2 separate regions of the Gossypium raimondii genome follow, and region 1 is linked to region 2. A link is a contact called in public Hi-C data. All regions are on one chromosome and are shown on one strand. Each heading gives the region's core, a stretch centred on a gene start, on an enhancer-like site or on the middle of the called end of the contact. The rest is flanking DNA. Distances are from core to core; before and after follow the strand shown. Region 1 holds the start of LOC105764104 (exocyst complex component SEC15B). Region 2 holds the start of LOC105764098 (proline-rich protein 3).

Region 1 (6,418 bases), core at 3,515-6,014, 230 kb before region 2:
GTTAGTTTTTGTTCGGTTTTGATAACTTTTACGTTTTGAGATCGTTGCTTTGAATACTACCCGACCCATGCTTGAATTTCTGATTTTAATGAATATTTTGAGTTATGCCATTGATGAATATTTGTGCTTTGTGATGTTTGATGATGAATAATGGAAGATATGTCTTAGATTAACATGTTTTGTCTTGGGATTTTGATAAATTTGAGTATTTAGGGCTAAATTGTGAAAATAAATTTTGAGGGACTAAAATGTGAAATAAATGCAATGTGTGGACTTGTATGAGAACCATGAATATTCGCCCTTGTGTGGTATGGGCAAATTTTGTGTATTTTGTGTTTTGTGCAAAAGGACTAAATTGCAAAAGTGTAAAATGTTAGGGCAAAATGGTAATTTTCCCATTTATGTATTTTGGACTTAATTGAATGTTTTGATGAATAAAAGGTTAAATTTGATTATGTTTAGATCAAGAAACGAAGAAAACGAATTTGGATCGGGAAAAGCGAAAGTAATCGAATAGTCGATCGTGTCCGTGATATCCGAGGTAAGTCTATTAGCAATTAAAAGTTATTAAGTTAATATTTACACATGTATACTAATTGTATTTTGTGTTGAGCTATATTTAAAAGTATATTGATTGAATAAATTTTGAAGTATGGATGATATTTATATATATAGCATGTTCGAATATACAAGTATAATCTTGTATAGATTTATGGGTTGAAATAAAGGTAAGAAATGTATAAGAGTATAGTTGATATTTGAATAAGCATGTATATGTATATGTATATATAATGCTAGGATATATATACACATATATATATATTATTGAAATTAGTTAAAGTATGAATGTTGCATAGGTATAAATTCTTGATTTTAAGCGGAGGTATGTATAATACATATATATGGTACGAATATATATATAAGTGGTTCAAGGTATGTTTCAATTCTTGTGAAATGAATCTAATGTTATGAATTAAAGATATTTATATATTGTTCGAATATATGTATATAAATATATAGGGTTTTGAATTGATTGAAGTATGGAAGTTATGAAAATATGTATATGAAGTCTCAATATATATATATGTATATAATTGTATAATTTTTTTTGGAATTGAATTTAAGGTATGAATTATATATTATGGAATAAGTGTGGTTTGAATGGGTATAAACGTATATACAATTATTTGTATTGAGCTAAAAGTATGGATTGTAAGTACAGATATAACTGAGCTATGGTCTGCCAATTTCTTGAAAGTGTGGTTAATGCTACATGAATTATACGTATATGTTTTAAACATGTGTAATGCCAGTATGAGAAATTATTCTTGTATTTGTGATATTCAGGTTCTGTACCTAGCAGGCTTTATGCCAGTGAATTTTTCAGACTTTAAGTCTAGCAGGCTACGTGCCGGTGATCTGAATCAGGTTATAAACCTAGCAGGCTACGTGCCGGTGATCTGAATCAGGCTATAAGCCTAGCAGGCTAAGTGCCGTTGAATCTGTTTAAATTAAGTGATTCTATGTATTGAGTATAAATATATATGATTTTGTTTATATGAAATGGATAAGTTTATGAACATTGTATCAATGTGGTTGATGATTATATAATCGTTCGAATATTTGTGAATAGTAAGTATGTATATATATATATCGGTTGTCATGAAATTGTTGGATATATATATATGTGTATATATGTATGCATTCGGCATAGGTGGGTATAGGTGTAAATGTGCATTCGGCACTTATAGTGGATAAGTATAAAAATTATGCTTTTGGTATATGTATTTGAACAATTATATTTAAATGGATCCGATGAAGTGCGAACAACAAGTACTATAGAAATCAAGATATGCGATTAATGATTATGTTAGTAAATTGATTATATGCATATAATGTATATACATTTGTTCGTTTATGTGTGTTAGATAAATACACATCCATTTAGATTTAAACAAAATGACTTAATATAGCAATGTTTGATTAGTAATTATTATTGATAATTGTGATTTCAATAAATTTAATTAAAGAATTATATGATTCTTTTATATGTATTTTAGATATGCTATAGACTTACTAAGCTATAAAAGCTTACTTTGTTTGTTTTCGTCCATTTGCTTTTATAGATTTTGGAGACGCGTTCTGAGCTCGGGGATCATCAAGATAGTCCATCACACTATCGACTTCTTTTGGTATTTTGTTAAATATTTGAACTCAATCTTATGGCATGTATAGGTTTGAGTACGATGTTAATTACATTTTGATTGTAAATTATAATAGCTATGCGAAAGTAATTAAATTTTTACGTTGTGATCAGTTTGGTTTTAAAAATGTTGAATTTGTTCGGTAATGCCTCGTAACCCTAATTCGGCGACGGATACGGGTTAGGGGTGTTACATATATATATATGTATGGAATTGGCACATTAAGAAATTATATCAACCAACAATAGCAAACCACAACCAAACTTTATTTTATTCATTAATTCTAGCAACCAAACTATGTTATATAATTTTGAACAAATCAATTGAAAGAGAAGATTAAAAATTGAAAAAAAACCCTAAACATTTTAAAATTTCCAAGGGGTCGAAAGCCCTCTACTCGAATACATCGTCATCATCAATTAGGGGCTCGAATACCCATTATTCATGGATTCAATTTCTATGAACAAAATTAAACCCTAATAGTTTAATTCTATAGAAAATTTTGGTATAAAAATTAAGAAGATGATGTTTTATAAAATTATAAGATTGGAAAGAAAGGTTTCAACGAATTCATGTTACTTTCAATACTCTAGATTCACTAACAAAAAATAGAAAAAAAATCTAAGAGACTTGCCTGCTTCTTTACTCTAAGCATATTATCAAATTCTTTAACCTTTCAAAATGAGATCAAAACTAGAATATAACAGTTGGAGAGAGCCTTGTAACATTGCCAATATCAACCACAACTAAAAAATTATCTAAAATAATATGATATTCACATCATATATTTTGAAATCTTAATATTTATTGAAAATATGAGATCACCTATTGAAGATAATTTTTGGAATGTAAAGGTAAAAATTTATTAGAGAAATCTCATATTACACCTTAAAAATATGGGTAAACTACTCAAATAGTCACTCTAAAATTACTTCATTCATGTTTTAGTCACTTTAATTTTTTTTTGTCAAATATAGCACTGCCGTTTGTAAGTATTCTTGTTTTGATCATTGTCCCGTTAAAACCTAAACAAAAAGCTGACTAGGATGCCACGTATTGCTGATTGTTCTGTCAATTGTGTATATCTTTTTACAGATCATTAAAATAGTTTACCAAAAATATCATTTAACATTAACTAAAAATTTTTACTATTTATAAAAGGATCAATAGTGGTCCTTAAACCCAAAATCATTAAACCTTAAACTCCATTACCATTCCTAAATCCAAAATCAAACTCTAAACCCCATTTAGAGACCACTATTGGTCATTTTATAAACAATAAATTTTTTTAGTTAATATTAAACTTTTTTGTAAATCACTTTAATGACATGTAATAATATATAACAATTTGTAGAATAATAGTGTGAAAGGAAAGCCTGGCTCCAAGTTGTTTAAGAATAGTGGTGTTGTTGAGTTTCTCGATCCTTTGACTTAGGATTAGTCAGTTCTATTTCTTGAAAGGGGCAAGGAAGGGATATAACTCAACGGTAGAGTGTTACCTTAACGTGGTGGAAGTCATCAGTTCGAGCCTGATTATCCCTAAACCTAATGTGAGTTTTTCTATTTTGCCTTGTCCCCCGCCGTGATCGAATAAGAATGAATAAGAGGCTCGTGAGATTGAGTGAGGGGGTAGGAATGACTATATTTCTGAGAGTGAACTCTAGGCGAATATGAAGTGCATGGATACAAGACAATTTCGAATTGGCTTTGTCTACGAACAAGGAAGCTATAAGTAATGCAACTATGGATCTCATGGAGAGTTTGATCCTGGCTCAGGATGAACGTTGGCGACATGCTTAACATATGCAAGTCAGACGGGTGAGTAACGCGTAAGAACCTCCCTTTGGGAGTGGAACAATAGTTGGAAACAACTGCTAATACCTCGTAGGCTGAGGAGCAAAAGGAGGGATCCGTTTGAGGAGGGGCTCGCATCTGATAGCTAGTTGGTGAGGCAATAGCTTACTAAGGCGATGATCAGTAGTTGGTTCGAGAGGATGATCAGCCATACTGAGATTGAGACACGACCTAGACTCTTACGGGAGTCAGCAGTGGGGAATTTTTCGCAATGGGCAAAAACCTAACGGAGCGATGTAGCGTGGAGGTAGAAGGCCCACGGGTCGTGAACTTCTTTTCCCAGAAAAGAAGCAATGACGATATCTGAGGAATAAACATTGGTTAACTTTGTGCCAGTAACTACAATAATATAGAAGATGCAAGCGTTATCTAAAATGATTGGACGTAAAGTGTCTGTAGGCGACTTTTTAATATGTGGCATCCTAATGATCAAAACAAAAATGTGCTATATTTCATAATAAAAAAATTAAAGTGATAAAAATAATAATAAAGTAATTTTAGAGTAATTATACGAAGAATTTACCCCCAAAAACATTATATTCCTCGAACCAAGCACAGCTCCGTCGCGTAAATTCTACTTGCATAAAAACGTAGTCTTTACCACGTCTCCAATTGCGACTTTCAAAAAACGAGGAAGTCTCCAATTGGCAATTGCAGTCTCAAAATTACTAATAAGCCCTTACTATTTTCCATCATCTCAGTGCCGTTTTCGTCAAACCGAAATTAACAAATGAAAAAAAGAAAAAGAAAAAGAAAAAGAAAAAGAAAGCTTACCCTCGTCACTCTGTCCAAAAGCTTCCGATTCACCGCTCCCCATCTCTCCCTCTCATTCTTAAATCACGGCGCCATCACCATTACCGTTAAAAGAAATGCAGTCAACGAGGTCGCGCCGTAAAGTAGCGCCAGCAGCTGCTGATGGCGGCGACTCCGGCGACAAATTGGAACAACTCCTACTTTCCTCCGCCATCTGTAACGGCGAGGACCTCGGTCCTTTTGTCCGCAAAGTGTTCGCTTCTGGAAGGCCTGATACCCTCCTCCATCACCTTCGTCACTTCGCTCGTTCAAAAGAATCGGAAATCGAAGAAGTTTGCAAATCTCACTACCAAGATTTCATCCTCGCCGTCGATGATCTTCGATCTCTTCTCTCCGATGTCGATTCTCTCAAATCCTCTCTCTCCGACTCCAACTCAAGGCTCCAATCAGTCGGCGGTCCTCTCCTTTCTTCCCTTGATTCCTTTGTCGAAGCTCAAAATGCTTCCAAGAACGTAAACTCCGCTTTGCAATCGGTAATTTTGTGTATTAAGCTGACGGAGCTTTGCTTAAGAGCAAATCTTCATCTCTCAAACGGCAGTTTCTATATGGCGTTGAAGTGCTTAGACTCGATCGAGAACGAGTTCCAAGATAAAACACCTTCGTCTACTTTAAAAAGGATGTTGGAGAGGAAGATTCCAGAGATTCGATCTCACATCGAGAGAAAAATCAGTAAAGAGTTCGGCGATTGGCTCGTTGATATTCGCGTGGTGAGCCGCAATTTAGGGCAATTAGCAATCGGACAAGCCTCGGCTGCCAGGCAACGCGAAGAAGATCTGAGAATCAAGCAAAGGCAAGCCGAAGAACAGAGTCGACTCAGCTTGAGAGGTTGCGTATACGCTTTAGAAGAAGATGACGACGACGGTGGACTCGGAGGAGACGAGAACGACGGTTATAGTAACGGTAATAACGGATCGTTTGGATTTGATTTGACTCCTCTATATAGAGCTTATCATATTCATCAAACTTTAGGACTCGAAGAACGATTTAAGCAGTATTATTTTGAGAATAGGAAGCTTCAATTAACGTCGGATTTTCAAGTTTCTTCTATGACCCCATTTCTTGAATCTCATCAAACATTTTTTGCCCAAATTGCGGGGTTTTTTATCATAGAAGATCGCATTTTAAGGACAGGTGGGGGTTTGGTTTCCAAAATGGAAGTTGAGAATTTATGGGAGACTGCTGTTAGTAAAATGTGCTCGGTTTTAGAGGATCAGTTTTCTAGAATGCAAACTGCTAATCACTTGTTACTGATTAAGGATTATGTGAGTCTGTTAGGAGTTACTTTGCGTAGGTATGGCTACCCTGTTGATGCATTGCTTAATGTTTTAAGTAAGCATAGGGATAAGTACCATGAGTTGTTATTATCTGATTGTCGGAAGCAGATTGCGGAAGCTCTTGCTGCTGATAAATTTGAGCAGATGTTGATGAAGAAGGAGTACGAGTACTCGATGAATGTGCTATCTTTCCAGTTACAAGCATCGGATATTGTTCCAGCATTTCCTTATGTTGCGCCATTTTCATCTACTGTGCCTGATTGTTGTCGGATT
Region 2 (6,536 bases), core at 3,147-5,646:
GGGAAAATATATAGTTTTTGTGTTTCTTTTTGTTTCAAGAATTTGAAACTAGCAGTAAGGACCATCAAATTCTGAGTATTGTTGCATGATTTAGGTGATTAGATCTATTGTCAAAGAAATTTACATGTATTTACTGTTTTGTCAGTTGTGAAAGAACAGAACACAGGTTACGGGTTAAAGTACTTACAAATATTTTGTTATTGCTGTTGACTGAACTTGTATATGTTTACCTGGTTCTGTTTTGAACTATTAATATTATAGGTTATTTTTGCAGACTGCAGAGCAGTAGCCCTGTTTTTCTCATGCTAGGACTTTTCCTCTTGTTTCAGGCGCTCTCAAGCAAATCAGCTTTTCAAAGGCATAAACAGTGGTTGCAACATGCTAGAACACGTAGTGCCAGGCACAAAATTATGAAAGTAGGCTTATCGTGTAGTGTATGAATTATAGTCTCTCAATTCTCTTAATTGTCAGTGCTCTGATTGTCTAATTGCTACTTGTAATCAGTTCTTGAGGCAGCAAGCTGCACTATCTGCTGTAGAAATTACAACAGATAGAGTAAATAGCTTCATTGCTGACTCTGAAGAGGAGAGTGAAACGGAAGAGTTCTCACGTATTTCCAGACAGAGCAAACCTCTATGGAAGAAAATCCCGGGGAACTTTGTGGACTTTTCATCCCAAGGAAGAAGTTGTGAAGAAGCCTTGGCTACAAAAAATGGAAATATTTGGACCCCTAAGGTCAACGGGAAAGTTAACAAGCATGTACAGCATGTGAGTTTGAATGCCAACGGGAACATGTCATTACGAGGCAATGGTGCTGCAAAAATAATACCTGCAAATATTCCACCACCTGAGGTATTGCCTGGTTTGGAAAATTGGCAAGCCAGTAAAATTGCCTTGTGGCACAATCTTGAAGGACATTCGATTCTGTGGTTTTCTGTAGTTTGCATAGACCTAAGAGGTAAATCATTTGGTAATCATTTCATAGAAGGTTTTTATTATAAGTGGTATACAAATCCTTACAATTGGAGTGGGAAAAAAGTAGGCATTTCTTGGTTTTCTGGGAAGATTTGTAAGGCAGCCATTGAGATTATTGAATTAGAGTACTCTGATTGATTTGCTTCCTTAAGAATAGATCATCCTACCAAGCTATCCCAATAGACATTAGTGAAGTCTTAGATATAGCATGGCATATTAGACTTTCAGGTTATATTAACTCATTTCTTTTTGGCTAAAGAGTTTAATTTGCAAACATGATTTTAGGGATGATGGCTGAGATCACAACGGCATTTGCGGCTGTAGGCATCACCATATGTTCCTGTGTGGTGAGTGATTTAAATTCATCTATCACATGCTTTGCTTCTGACTGTCAAATCTTTGCTAGTTCCGTAACAGTTCCACTTTCATTTTTTCAGGCTGAGACTGATAAAGGAAGGGGAATGGCCGTCATGGTATTTCATATTGAAGCCAACCTCGAAATTTTGGTACTGAGTTCAAATCCAATTTTTATTGTTTCTTATATTCCTTTCACCTTTTCATTTTCGATTTCCCCTTTTGTATTTATGTTTGCATGCATGAAAGAGCATTTATATACTTTTCTGAATTGTCATATCGATAAATCACTCATTTGTTTCACAGGTTAATGCTTGTTCGAGGGTCGATTTAATCCCGGGTGTGCTGGGATGGTCCGTTGGTTGCAGCTGGCCAAGCTCGATGGAAAATAGCCAACTCCTCGAGTGCTAATTTAAACAATGGATCCATTAAATCGAACTAGTTGACCCAGCCAGATGCAAGCTTGGGTATGAAGTTTTGTCCCACATATAGCTAAAGACCTATTGTTCTTTCTTATAGCAAATTTTACGTCGCCACTCCATAATCTTTATCTATTTGTTAGACGCTCATAACCAAATAAACCAGGAGTCAAGGAAGTTGACTCTGCATCAACGCCCGCACTGTATGTAGAAGAAAAAGAGAAGGTTAGAGTTTATGAAAAGGATCATAGGTGAACACTTTATACAAGTTTCTTTTAAGTATTTCATATAAATACCCTCATAATTTGGTTTTTCTTTAAATACATTTTTTAATATACCCTTAACCCTGCAAACCCTTCCGTAGTTATACTTATTGGAGAACCTTTCGCTAATTATATTTAGGAGTGTAATCGAGTCAAGCTGAATTTAATACTGTCAAGTTTGAGCTCAACTCAAAATTCGGAGTTTGATACTTGAGCTCGATCGAATATCTATTTTTAAGACTCGAGTTTGAGCTCGATTAAACTTATTTTCCAATTTTTGTACTTGAGCTTGAATTCGAGTTCGGTTCAATAATTAAGCTTAGAGTTAATAATATATCAAGGGCAATGTAATTTAATAATATAAAAATATAAAAAGCTTGATAAGGCTCTTAAACTGTTTGAGTAAGTATTATTAAGTTCAAATTCGACTCAACCGATAATTCAACTTGATAATTATCGAATCAAGTAAGAATTTTTTTCGAATTAAACTCGAGTAATTTACGTGTACCAGTATCTCATTTACATCCTAAATTAAATTCCCAAATATACTCACCTAAAAAAACATAAGTGTACTTCAATATTTTACAATAATATTTGTGACAATTGAATAAATTACTGGAGGTGGTCAATGTAATTCTATGTGATGATTGCTAATCGCTACACTCTCTCTTACCCCTTCTTTACACTTGCTAGATAATTAATATACTATTTAAATGCAATTGGATTTTAGAAAATGGGGAAATAAAACATTGAACTTTATTAGTCCAACAAAATAATCGTGGGAAATATTAATAAAGCAAATTAAGCACTTAACACGTTAATAGAACAAATTGATTAAATAGAAATAAACCCCACTCCCCTTCTTCAACACCAAAGCAGACAGACAAAAATAATAAAGAATTAAAGCTGCTTGTTTAGTAACCATTAGGGAGTGAATTATTAGGTTGAGAGGTGAAGAAGAAAGGTCCAACGGAGTAAAGCTTGATCCTCATGTGATTGAGAATACGGAAATCAGAAAGAGGAGCACCACTAATGCCTTTGTTGACATTCACGGGAACATTACAAGTCTCCAATGGAGAGCTTTCAAGTAATGCCTTGCACTCTGTGAGCTTGCTTAAACTTCCGTCCTCTGAAATCGAAGGAGACAATCTCGCAAAGAAGTAACCCTTTGCATCGGTTTCTCCGCTGCAAACCGAATGAGTCTTCTCGTACCCGTTCTCATCAACAACTAGACATGTTATCCTTGCCAAAGCACCTGTGATCATTGAAACAAATTTGAATAGTCTTTAAACATAAAATATAAATGCTTAAATAGTGTGCGTCTCAAATGGATTATACCTTGAATAGGATAATACTTGGGACCTGATTTACATAAAACAAGCCCTTCAACACCAATGGGAAGATTAGGCTGCTCTTCTCCTTCTGGCTTTTTGTATTCTTCTGGTTGTTCTTTGTTGTCATAATCAGGCTTCTCTTTACCTTCTTTTTCTTCTGGTTGCTGTTGGTAGAACTTAATTTTAGTGCCATATTCAGGCTTTTCTTCCTTTTCTGGTTGTGTTTGGTAGACAGGTTTCGTGCTATAACCAGGCTTCTCTGTCTCTTCTGGCTCTGCCATTTCCTTTTCCTTGTCTTCTGGCTGTGGTTTAGTACCATACTCAGGCTTCCCTTCCTCTTCTGGCTGTGGTTTTGTGCTATAACCAGGCTTCTCTGACTCCTCAGGCATTGCCTTCTCCTTGTCTTCTAGCTCTGGTTTATAGAAATTTTGCTTGGTGCCATAATCAGGCTTTTCTTCCTCTTCTGGCTGTGGTTTAGTGCCATACTCAGGCTTCCCTTCCTCTTCTGGCTGTGGTTTTGTGCTATAACCAGGTTTCTCTGACTCTTCAGGCATTGCCTTCTCCTTGTCTTCTAGCTCTGGTTTATAGAAATTTTGCTTGGTGCCATACTCAGGCTTTTCTTCCTCTTCTGGCTCTGGTTTAGTGCCATACTCAGGCTTCCCTTCCTCTTCTGGCTGTGGTTTTGTGCTATAACCAGGTTTCTCTGACTCGTCAGGCATTGCCTTCTCCTTGTCTTCTAGCTCTGGTTTATAGAAATTTTGCTTGGTGCCATAATCAGGCTTTTCTTCCTCTTCTGGCTGTTGTTGGTTGACTCGCTTGGTGCCATACTCGGGCTTCTCTTCTCCATTTGGCATCGGCTTTGTTTCATAGTTAGTCTTCTGTTCTGCTTCTGGTTTTGCACCATAATCATATGCAGGGCTTTTGGATGAATCATAACCACCATAGTCATTCGCATAAGCAATGACAAGCAATGAACATAAAAGCAAGCAGGTAGCCAACAAGGAACGGGCGATAGCCATATTTTCCAACTGTAACTACCGAGCACAAAGAGAAGAAATATGATGGGATGAAGTGCAGGGAGCTACCTTCACTGCAGTATATATACAGGAAATTTTGGTATATTGCGTCATTGATTAAGCAATAGAAGAAATAGGCTTTGTCATGATTTGGTTGCACGATGGCAGAAACATCTACAGACTTGACTACCACTAACTAATATATTTCGGGTTAATTCCACCAACCATCCCCTGATTATGATTCAAATTCGAAATTGATCCTTAAACTTCAAAATGTTCAAATTGAATCATCAAAGTATCATTATCAAATCTAATTCTAGATACGTGTGAACTTATTGCATTGACAAATTTTTCATAAATTTTAGTGACACAGTTTGGTTTGTAATGTATCAAATCCGAGCTATATACACATATTTAAATAAACTTCAAGATATAGACGAGTTAGCAATTAACATTCAAGTTGACAAAAAATTTGATTAGTATAATATATTTAATTGAAATATTTTAAAGTGTGAGGATTAATTTAGAATTCGGATATAGTATTAGGAGGTACAGTGGAATTGACCCATACATGATTTGTATAACAAATCTAAGGCTTAGGTAGGATGGTAGACGAGGAGTGTGCCATAATATATCAATTAAAACTTTTAATATATGGTATGATATAATAGTAATAAGCTTATAAATCAATTGAATAATTAGGATATTATTAAAATATATTTTTATAAAGTAAAATTTTATTTGATTTTATATGAATTTTTAATATGTATATTTGCTAATTTTTTGAGTGTGCTATAAAGTTGGCATAAGTAATGAATCAAAATTTCGAAATTGGATTATTTTTGGACACCTCGGAATCTAATCTTAAATCCTTCATTGTTTACAAGGCCCATGAACAAGTTAATTGGGCTAACGGCCCATAAACATACAACTGAAAGGACATTCCGTACAAAAAAATCACCGCCAAAATGTTAAAGAACCCGGTCCAAATATTAAAATCAAGCAAGCAGACACCCTCCAAACCCTAGGGTTAAAGCGGTCATATAAATAAGCCGCTATCACTTCTGCATTGCCCTTCTTTGCTAACAGCAGTTAGCTGCACACCAAAGAGAGGGAGAGAGAGAGAGATGGTATCGCTTAAGCTCCAGAAACGGCTCTCAGCGAGCGTTCTAAAGTGTGGAAAAGGAAAGGTTTGGCTCGATCCAAATGAAGTCAACGAGATCTCCATGGCCAACTCTCGTACGTTTTCCTCTTCTCCTTCACTTTTTTTACTGACTCGAGTAGTATCGCTTCCGTAATAATCATTTTTAAGTTGAGGTATGATTTGGACTTGATTTCGCATCGTTTTGTTGGTAAATAGTGAAAACGAAGCAAGAAGTTTTAAATTTTTAGGAATTTAATATCTGATTGCTGATGTAGTTTACTTTTAAGCTTTTTTAGTGATTTATAACAGTAAAGTGTTATATAGTTCACTGAGATGAGCTTTGGCATATATACAATTTGATTTTTTATTATGCTATTATTTATTTGTTTGCTTGTGAGAGAAAATATTTTCAACTAAAGCTTATAGCGAATGCTACTTTAGTTGACTTGAGATTTCCTGCATTTGAAGATTAAAATTTCAGATTAATCGTAGAATTCTGTACAAGGTTAAATCGTTGTTTTCTCCTCTGATATTTTTTAAGAAATTTTTTTATATTTTACTAGCTGTAATTCTGAACAATTAGTAGCAAGTTGAAGTTGATGTAATCTATTATAAGAGATTGAATAGTCTATGGATTTGTTAGTTTGTTTGTAGCTTAGCACAAAAAATGGTTCCTTTATTGTTTTTGGTTATAACCGTGTTTATATTTGGTTTGGCATGCAGGCCAGAATATAAGAAAGCTGGTTAAAGATGGTTTTATCATCAGGAAGCCAACCAAGATTCACTCTCGGTCTCGCGCGCGCCGCATGAAGGAAGCCAAGAGAAAGGGGCGTCACTCTGGTTATGGTATGTCTTCTCTATGTACTTTATGATGGTGAGATTTAACGGGAGATGTTATTTACTGATGCAGGGTAGGTAGCTTGAATTACTTCATTACATGCTTGCAGATTCTGTATCATGTAGAAATCAGATTATATTCTTGAATCTTGATTATGCATCATGTTTTCCAAGTTACAATGTCCAAAACCATT

The links. Hi-C and Micro-C count contacts between places; a contact is called where the count stands out from the background.
Region 1: a Hi-C map of leaf shows a contact between it and region 2, with 3 times the contacts expected there. The contact joins the promoter of LOC105764104 here to the promoter of LOC105764098 in region 2. A contact is called at or near these places in 2 of 2 Hi-C or Micro-C datasets (both in leaf).

What each region holds. Positions count from the first base shown.
Region 1 is chr12:40,180,270-40,186,687 of ASM2569854v1, reverse strand. It overlaps LOC105764104 (exocyst complex component SEC15B), which reads left to right and starts at 4,764. Exons shown (of 1, transcript XM_012582572.2): 1 at 4,764-6,418. The coding sequence starts at 4,928. It overlaps LOC128035594 (a long non-coding RNA gene), which reads left to right. Exons shown (of 3, transcript XR_008192091.1): 3 at 1,348-1,630.
Region 2 is chr12:39,948,746-39,955,281 of ASM2569854v1, reverse strand. It overlaps LOC105764098 (proline-rich protein 3), which reads right to left and starts at 4,396. Exons shown (of 2, transcript XM_012582567.2): 1 at 3,350-4,396; 2 at 2,736-3,266. The coding sequence starts at 4,364. The coding sequence ends at 2,926. It overlaps LOC105764097 (60S ribosomal protein L19-2), which reads left to right and starts at 5,428. Exons shown (of 5, transcript XM_012582566.2): 1 at 5,428-5,600; 2 at 6,229-6,351. The coding sequence starts at 5,489. It overlaps LOC105764099 (putative GTP diphosphokinase RSH1, chloroplastic), which reads left to right. Exons shown (of 24, transcript XM_012582569.2): 20 at 330-416; 21 at 505-958; 22 at 1,261-1,322; 23 at 1,413-1,481; 24 at 1,636-2,069. The coding sequence ends at 1,740.